Regions from separate parts of the Mus musculus genome. Here region 1 is linked to region 2. The links are chromatin contacts, called in public HiChIP or PLAC-seq maps. All regions are on one chromosome and are shown on one strand. The core of a region is the stretch at or near the end of the contact, and the rest is flanking DNA. Distances in the headings are between cores, read along the strand shown. Region 1 overlaps Slamf6 (SLAM family member 6). Region 2 holds the start of Cd84 (CD84 antigen).

Evidence for each region. HiChIP or PLAC-seq counts read pairs in DNA pulled down with a chosen protein or histone mark.
Region 1: a contact with region 2 is called in a BATF HiChIP or PLAC-seq map of CD8 T cells, with 18 read pairs. The contact joins the enhancer-like site here to the promoter of Cd84 in region 2. A contact is called at or near these places in 3 of 39 promoter capture datasets (the HPC-7 cell line, hippocampal neurons and macrophages), 1 of 15 datasets of contacts at CTCF or cohesin (CD8 T cells), 9 of 484 Hi-C or Micro-C datasets (B cells, the C10 cell line, CD8 T cells and 5 more), 15 of 115 datasets of contacts at active chromatin or transcription factors (the 230-238 cell line, CD8 T cells, the HPC-7 cell line and 10 more) and 5 of 9 other capture datasets (adipose tissue, embryonic stem cells, liver and 2 more).

Annotation. Positions count from the first base shown.
Region 1 is chr1:171,938,084-171,942,804 of GRCm38.p6, forward strand. It overlaps Slamf6 (SLAM family member 6), which reads left to right. Exons shown (of 9, transcript NM_001347186.1): 4 at 1-32; 5 at 369-398; 6 at 1,313-1,386; 7 at 3,542-3,613. Among named protein-coding and RNA genes, the nearest start is that of Gm37065, 21 kb to the left of the region's middle. Within about 2 kb of position 1,373, at least 35 of the 459 cell types and tissues checked have an H3K27ac peak or open chromatin away from gene starts, as enhancers often do. A contact at or near this core is called in CD8 T cells, Th1 cells, Th17 cells and 6 more, where this site is marked.
Region 2 is chr1:171,837,130-171,841,347 of GRCm38.p6, forward strand. Cd84 (CD84 antigen) reads left to right here and starts at 2,568. Exons shown (of 9, transcript NM_013489.3): 1 at 2,568-2,669; 2 at 3,451-3,574. The coding sequence starts at 3,529.

The DNA.
Region 1 (4,721 bases), core at 123-2,622, 100 kb after region 2:
GTGCTGGAGCATACATGTTTGGAAGAGAAGAGGTAAGTTTCCCTTCTGCTTTCTTCTATCTGCTGTAAGATTGCAGCTGTTTAGAGTCTGGGGCCTCTGGTTGCCAGGGGTCAAGGGAGGATGGACACAACTTCTGGCTGAATTAGTCCACTGGGATGATGCCCAGCATGTGACCAGGTTTCTGTTAATACATAAGGGAGGTGTCCTACTGAGAAGAGCAGTACCCGGCCTCGGGATCCACTTGCTCACTTGCCCTTCATTTGGGTTCCGTTGCCTGCATCCTTTGGAAAGATGCCTGGTGGAGAAGGATGGAGGAAATATTCTCTCACCGAACTCACGTGTTCCACCTTCCTGCTTTCATTTCCCAGGTTCTCTTCCTTTGACTAGCCAACATCCAGGTGAGCATGCAGCCTCTAACTACAAAACGTAAAGCAGACAGGAAGAGGTAAATGAAAGAGAAGAGGGGCTGGCCAGAGGGATAAAGAGTGAGCATTACTATTCATCTGGACCCTGTGGTGTCAGAAAGACTAGCTGGTAACCACGAGACCTACAGCATTCCTCCCAAGTATGTGAGGGGCATCACACTCTTCTAGAGCAAGGTCAAGATCACTAACTTCCTTTCTGATGGAGAACACAAGTCCCGGCGAAAAGGGTCCATGAACCACACATGCACTGTCACTTGGAGCATAAAACACTCAAAACTAGGCTCTGTGACTCCGCCACTGAGACTCAACCAAAGTTGAGACATTGGATAGATGTGTGAGAAAGAGATGTAGATGCAGGCTCGTTTTCTGAGTCTCGTCTCATGGGTGATAGTTTCAAGATACCATTGTTGAAGAGAGGGCATGAGGTCAGGGATCAGAAGACCTGCATTCTCACTCCTGTCCCTCTCTTCCTAAGCGACTCTGTACAAGTCCACTAAGCACCCTTGAGCCCGAAATTCCTCATCTCTAAAATTGTCAAATCTGTCAGACGGGGCTGTGAAAACTGTCTCCAGAGATCTCGCAGACTGTGGTATTTAGTCCTTCAAGTGTGTTGACATGAGGGAATCACTGAGACTCTGAATCATAAGAATACCACCCACACCCTCACCCAAGAAGTGAGGTTAGAAATAGACCATACGATAGTTCTTGTTTAGCACTGAACTCAAAAGATTGGGAGGTGGAGAGAGAGTCCTTAAAGGGGGGTCAGTCTTGAAACAACTGCTTTGCAGGGGGTGTTCTAGAGGCCAGCAAGACACAAGATCCTGTGCAGACTCACCCCAGAGTCCTACCACTGACAGCTGTACCTTTTGTGTGTGTTAACCATACAGAGTCCTCCCAGAGCACAGATGGCCCAGGCTCTCCAGGGAACACTGTGTATGCACAAGTCACTCGTCCAATGCAGGTAAGTCCTCTCAGCTCTGTTCTCCACTGTTGCTGTTGTTACCGTGATCCCCCCCCCAAGCACATCACCACAATCGTCAGCCTTCTCTATTGGAGAAGGCAACCGCAGAGCTGACACCCAGTGTCTGCCCTGATGGCCTTTAAGATAATGCTTCCCCTCGCTCGCTTCCCAGTGTTCTCTGTCTGCTTAACCCATCAGGCAGTCTTTGTGCTTCAGGGTTACTATAACCTGCTTGAAAATACAAGTTAGAGACTCTCCTTTTCCCTTGCCACATTTGACTAGATCAAAGGAGATCATAAGCTGGGAGGGGGTGTCATCCAGGAAGTAGAGTTCATGAGAACTTAGAGTAGTGTCTCAAGAGAGAAGGAGGCCAAGTATCACAAGCCTTAAACAATAAAGGGAACGAGCTACAGCTATGGAAGAGAACTCTCACATAGTAGGATGGCCTTGGTCACGCGCCAGGGTCCCCACTACCCATGAATGAGACCATTGTGGGGGCACTTTTCTAAAATAAGTAGATAGACTGGGGAGCCAATTCTCAAGTCTTCTAAAAGAAAAAAAAAAAAAGCCTAAAGAACTTGGCATTCTTTTTTTTTTTTCCTTATTGGATATTTTCTTTATTTACATTTCAAGTGTTATTCCCTTTCTTGGTTTCCCCTCCGAAAAACACCCTCCCACCCTCCCCCTGCTCACCAACTCACCCACTCCCACTTCCTGGCCCTGGCATTCCCCCACACTGGGACATAGAGCCTTCACAGGACAAAGGGCCTCTCCTGGCAGTCTTGAAATAATGGAAGTGAAGCAACGGCCCAGCTAAAAGGCTTGGATTCCCCAAGCAAACACCTCTCTCCCCAGCTGACGCAGGCTTTGTGGGGTAAACTCCTAAAGGAGAAGACTGTGAGGGGCAGTCACGCTTTTTGCCCATTTACTGTTCCCAACTCCTGCTGGGAGCATGCTCACCAACAACCCAAAGCAGGGATCATCAGCCCATACGGCAGCTAAGTATCTAAATGTATGTAGAGATCCACCTAGGACCTGAGGGTTTCTGTTGTTACTACTGCTTTGTGCATCAGAGAACCATTCACTTTGGGTTTTCTTTCCTTTTGTTCATTAATTTACTTATTTGCATTCATTTCATTTCTTTTACATCCCAGTCACAGCTTCCCCTTCCTCCTCTCCCCCTAGCCCCACCCCCTCACGCCCCGGATTCTCCTCCCCTTCTGTCAGAAAAGGGGGTCCTCCCATGGATATCGACCCACCTTGGCATATCAGGTTGCAGTAGGACTAGGCACATCTTTTCCTGTTGTGGCCAGACAAGGCAGCCCAGTTAGGGGAAAGGGATCCAAAGGCAGGCAACAGAGCCAGCCAATGCTCCTGCTGTTCGGGGTCCTATACATCTGTTACATATGTGTTTGGGGCCCAGGTCCTAAACGCATGCTCTCTGGTTGGTGGTTCTTAAAACCGGTAGTTCCTATACTTCTGGTTCCCCACTACACCATGGTGACTAGACCATTAGAATAACAGGGATAAATGGGAGCAGGCAAAGTAGGTGGCTCCAGTTATAACTAGTAAAGACTAAGACAAAAGATCTGATGCAATAACCATCTAGCATGTAAGCTTTTATGTATGTTTAAAGGAGCAAGCCTGGAATCAGATGCAAGACAAGAATGCTTTTATCCCTCCACACGACTCTGCCCTTCGGTTGTTCTCTGGCTGGGCCTTTACATTGCTGGGACATTGATATTCTATCTAGGTTGTTTTTCTGTTTCTTGGAGAATGTTGCTAAAACATCACAGGTTTGAACTGGTAGAGCTTGGTCCTAGGCTCCTCTTGGCATGACGCTTCTTCCTTCCTTGCTTCTTCCTTTCTTTCTCTCTTTCTTCCTTTCTTTCTCTCTTTCTTCCTTTCTTTCTTTCTTTCTTTCTCTCTTTCTTCCTTTCTTTCTTTCTTTCTTTCTTTCTTTTCTTTCTTTCTTTCTTTCTTTCTCTCTCTCTCTTTCTTTCTTTCTTTCTTCCTGTCTTTCTTTCTCTCTTCTTGTTTTTTTCCTTGTCATACTACCTTTCCCCAAAATACTTGCATGCACAGACCTCTTTGTTTCTGTGTGAGCCAAATGAGTATTATTCTTTTGTTTGTTTGTTTGTTTGTTTGTTTACAGGAAATGAAAATCCCAAAACCTATCAAAAATGACTCCATGACAATTTACTCCATAGTTAATCATTCCAGAGAGGTAAATCCATGACTGCTTTGTTTTCTTGTATTGTGTATGCCTGCATATATGTGTGTAATGTATGTGTGTGGTTTGTGCTCATGTGTGTGTGAATAGGAATAATCCCATCCAGTGCCCTGTTCCACCATTCCGTTGACTCCCACAAAACAGTGCCTCTCACTGAACCCAAAGCTAAGCCTGTGTCCAGAAAGCTAAAAAGTCCTCCTGCTTTGGGCCCCTGGAGTGTTGGCATTACAGAGCTAGGAAAGCTTTTTACATGGGGACTGGGGATTTGAACTCGAATCCTCATGCTTTCTCAGTAGGCACTCTTATCTACTGAACCATCTTGCCAGCCACTATCTTCTTGTATTTTTGTTCCTCTCCCAAACTTATTATCTTGCAAATAAAATAAAAGGTCCATTTTACAGATATCTAAATACCACTAGAAAAAAGAAAGTCTTAGAACATTACCAAACTATAAAAAGATATCTTGAGGCTGGTGAGATGACTCAGTGGGTAAACGGCAGCTTTCAACAAGCCTGATGACCTGAGTTCAATCCCCAGGACCCACAGTGTAGGAGAAAACAAGCTCCCACAAGTTGTTCCCTGTGGCAGAAGCATGCAAACACACAAACACACACACACACACTCACACACACTAAATAGATACATAAATAAATAAATAGAGAACATTTTAACTTACCTTGTATTGAGGTCACCTGTTATAAAATTACCTACTTATTTTTTAATGTAGCCCTGCCTCACGCCATCAATAGCTAGCCCTACCATCTAACCATCATGGCTTTCATGTCCTCTCTGCAGCCATGGAGGGAAGGGTATGGCTCTGACCTCTATTAATCTACCTCATTTCTCTCCTCATAAAATAAGCCCATTTCTCCTAGGCCGAATACTCTTAAAGACATCAAATTGGCGAAAGACTTTAAAGAAATCCAGGGAGAACACATCTACTGATCCCTTGGAAGAGAACAGAAAAGAAGCGTGCTTTCCAACTGGCAATGGGATCCGGATGCCCAGGGTTATCACTTCAGCCTGGATCCTTCCTACAAGTGTCAGACTCTTCAGGGGTAGCAAGATCTGTAGTACATAACCCCAAAACTACATTCCAGTC
Region 2 (4,218 bases), core at 1,318-3,817:
CAACAGGCCCAAAGTGGCATCCAGCTCAAGAGGAGGTCCAAAGGCCTGACACTATTACTGAGGCTATGGAGCGCTCACAAAAGGAATCTGTCATGACTGCCCTCTGAAAGACCCAACAAGCAGCTTGAAAGAGTCAGATGCAGATATTTGCACCCAAGCAATGGCAGAAGCAGTTGACCCATGTTGTTGAATAAGGGAAGTCTAAAAGAAGGTGAGGAGAAGAGTAATCATGTAGGAGGACCAGCAGTCTCAATTAATCTGGACTCCCGAGATCTCTCAAACACTGGGTAGGATAGGGAGGAGGTGTGGGATGGGAGCAGTCAGAGGGTGGGTGGGGGATGCGGTGTCAGGGAATGGAATATGCACTGTAAAAAATAAATTAAAAATAAATTAATTTTTTAAAAATAGTTTTTACCAACTTCTGGTATCTTCTTTAATTCCTTCAGTTTATTGCAAACTCCAATACACCTTCTTAGGTCTGTATTGAGTGTTTTAACTGTGATATAACAAGGAGGAAACATTTCTTCGATTCATGCTTATTTGGTGTTCTGTGTAACTTTTGTACTATTTCCTTAAATGTGGAACAATTTTTACTATGGTTATGAGGAAAGTATTCTTTTACACCTTTGGGATGCAATTCAACTTCTTCTACTCCATAATTCATAACTTTGCTCTTTCCATGTTGTCCTAAGAACAACACACATTTCACACACTTCTTTATTAAACCAGTCACTGTCTTTGACCTAATATCTCAGTTCCTTACTATGTCTTCCATCCCTGTTACTTTCTCCTCATGACACATGTCGTAGTCAGGGTTTCTATTCCTGCACAAACATCATGACCAAGAAGCCAGTTGGGGAGGAAAGGGTTTATTCAGCTTACACGTCCACATTGCTGTTCATCACTGAAGGAAGTCAGGACTGGAACTCAAGCAGGTCAGGAAGCAGGAGCTGATGCAGAGGTCATGGAGGGATGTTACTTACTGGCTTGCTTCCCCTGGCTTGTTTCCCCTGGCTTGCTCAGCCTGCTTTCTTATAGAACCCAAGACTACCAGCCCAGGGATAGTCCCATCCACAAGGGGCCTTTCCCCCTTGATCACTAATTGAGAAAATGCATTACAGTTGGATCTCATGGAGGCATTTCCCCAACCAAAGCTCCTTTCTCTGTGATAATTCCAGCTGTGTCAAGTTGACACAAAACTAGCCAGTACAACACATTTAGTTGCAGAGGCCTTACACTGCATATTTATTTTTCTTAAGCTTTTCATTTTCAGCATCAATTCAGTTTGATTTTTCTTTCATATTTCCATTTCTTTATTTAATTCCACTTTCATATCTAACAATTAGCTTCCTATATCATTATTAAACTTTTATTCATGTCTACTTTCATTTCTTTAAGCGGGCCTTCATATCTTTGAACATGTCAAGAAGTGAGAATATATTCATAATCACTCTATGGAAGTTTATGTCTAAGTCACGTCCATTAAGAGTTGCTACTCCGGGGAGTGTAGTTTAAGGAAGAGACAGGTTTGGTTACTTTTTGTTTTAAAGGTATGATTGTTTGTATGTATGTCTGTGCACCACATGTGTGCAGTGCCTTCTGAGATCAGAAGACAGTGTTTGATCCCCTGAAATGAGAGTTACAGACAGTTATAGGTGCTGAGAATCAAAACCAGGTCCTCTGAAAGTGGGAGCAGTGCTAACCACTGAGCCATCTCTCCAATACAAGTTATTTTAGTTTGTATTTGTGTGTCTGTGTCTGAGTGTCTGTGTGTGTGTCTATGTGTGTCTGTGTGTGTGTCTCTGTGTATGTCTGTGTGTGACTCTGTGTGTGGTGTGTGTGTATCTGTCGATTCATGCCTATTTGGTGTTCTGTGTACATTTCACTATTTCCCTAAATGTGGAACTATTTTTACTATGGTTTTGTGGAAAATATTTTTTACACCTTTAGCATGCAATTCAACTTCTTTTACTCCATAATTCACAAATTTGCTCTTTCCATGTTGTCCTAAGTATATCACACATTTTACACACTTATATTAAACCAGTCACTGTCTTTGACCTAATATCTCAGTCCCTTACTATGTCTTCCATCCCTGTTACTTTTTTTGTTGTGTGTGTCTGTCTGTGTATGTGTGTCTGTGTGTGTCTCTGTATACGTGTGCCTGTGTGTGTCTCTGTGTGTGTGTGCCTGTGTGTCTCTGTGTGTGTGTGGTATGTGTGTCTGTCTGTGTGTCTGTGTGTGTCTCTGGGTGTGCTGTGTCTGTGTGTGTGTGTCTGTGTGTAATATGTGATTTTAAAGTGGAGCTCTCAGCTCAGGTGTCAAGGTCAGTTTCTCTTGAGTCAATTTTCTTGTTTCCTTGAGTATTTGCAATGTTCCAGAGGGTTATGGTACAGTTGAGGTGTCATTTCTCTCTGTGCTTGGACTACTAAGGTCTGTGTCTCTAGTCCTCCTCTGAGAGCAGGGTATCATCTTCAGCACCAGTCATGACCAGGAATCGGCTCATTTACTGCTGGATGGTTTGTGGTGTCTCCCGTGTTCCTTTTCTGGTTCCACAAACCCGTCTCAGTGCTTGGAGTTCCTCTGTGACTGACCACTTCTTCCTTTTCTGTCTGATGGTGAACACCTTTCTGGACCAGCTCTGGACCAGAATCTGATGTTATGCTCTGGGAAGGGGTCCTCTGGATCTAGTTTGCCTCTGGGTCTGACTTCAGATCCATTGAGGGCTCTATCTTTGGCTTGCTATCTGGAAATGTGTGTCTGCCTTTTGGAATCTGACATACTTGCACTGAGAGTGCAGAGTGGGTCTTGGGGTGCTCAGCTTAGCTGCGCTTGTCTCACTAAGGGGTCCATGCGAGGCAGGTGTAGAGACAATTGGTGCTGATTCATGACGTGAGTGGGGGAGTTAATGTAACTAGGTGATGGTGGGTCAGTGGGAGAGATACAGCAATCTCCAGATCACAGATGCTGACTTTATAGGGCCAGTGGGCAGGAGGCAATGGATGCAAACATGGAGACACTGAACTCAAAGACTATGGCTTATTCTTGTGATTCAAAATACAATTAACCCCTTGCCTAAAAATACTAGTTCATTCTTCATATTTGTCTCAGCTACATTGTCAATTCCTTTCAGAAATCTCCCTAACTTACCCTAGCCTGGAGTAGATGCCTCCACCCTGCATTTCTTCCTGCTGCAGCATATATCACCATTTACTGAAATTTCCTGTATAATTATCAATCCCTCTATAAAGAATATAAACTCCACAAAGGGAACTCATTACTTTATAGCTACTGATCAACATCCATGATATGTCTGGCACATAGTAGGCACTTAATAAATATTTGTTGGATAATTAATAATGAATATGCACTGCTGTTGTATAATGGAAAACACTAGTAAGTAGGTTAAGAAGTAACACATCTTAATCAGCTCACACTTCCTCCCTCCAGCTCCGGAAACACCACACTGAAGTGAAAGCAGCTACCACACCAGTTATTTTTCCTCAGAAGACTGGAGTCTGACTGGACATGGCCCAGCGCCATCTGTGGATCTGGTTCCTTTGCCTACAAACCTGTGAGTTCTGAACCTTGTTAGTATTGAAGTCCTACTATGTCATAACTTTTTAGAAAATACACATGGGAGGGCAGGGACGTGTCCCTTTGATCTCGTTTCAGCAGAATTTCCTGGGCTTTCTGTTCATATTACACTCAACCTACTGAACTAGAGTGAGACCTTAAGACCCAAGCAATGTGCTTCATCACATTAAACCAGTCTTCTTTCACTTTCTGTCCCCTTTCCTACCTATGCCTTCAACTCCTGGTCCCTCCTCTTCCTATTGTCCTATGGGTTGTTGCACTGTTTATTTGGGTTAAGTTTTTGGTTTCCAGCATCATTTCAGCTTGATTTTCCTTTTGTATTTCCATCTGTTTATTCTCTTGTCTTAACTGGTATGATCTGTGTATGCCTGGGACATAGTAGGCATTTAATAAATATTTGTTAGGTAGTTAATTAATTACTTAATTAATGCTCTCACTGGAGTCACATAATGGAAATCACTAGCAAGTAGGCTAAGAACCAATGGTTCATTTTTGTTTCTTTGCCCCTATTTGTTGAAAATAGAAGATTTTTCATACCATATGTCCTAGTTAGAGTTTCCCCTCCCTAAACTCCTCCCAGTCCCTCTCCACCTTCCCCCCTTCTACATCTACTCCCTTTCT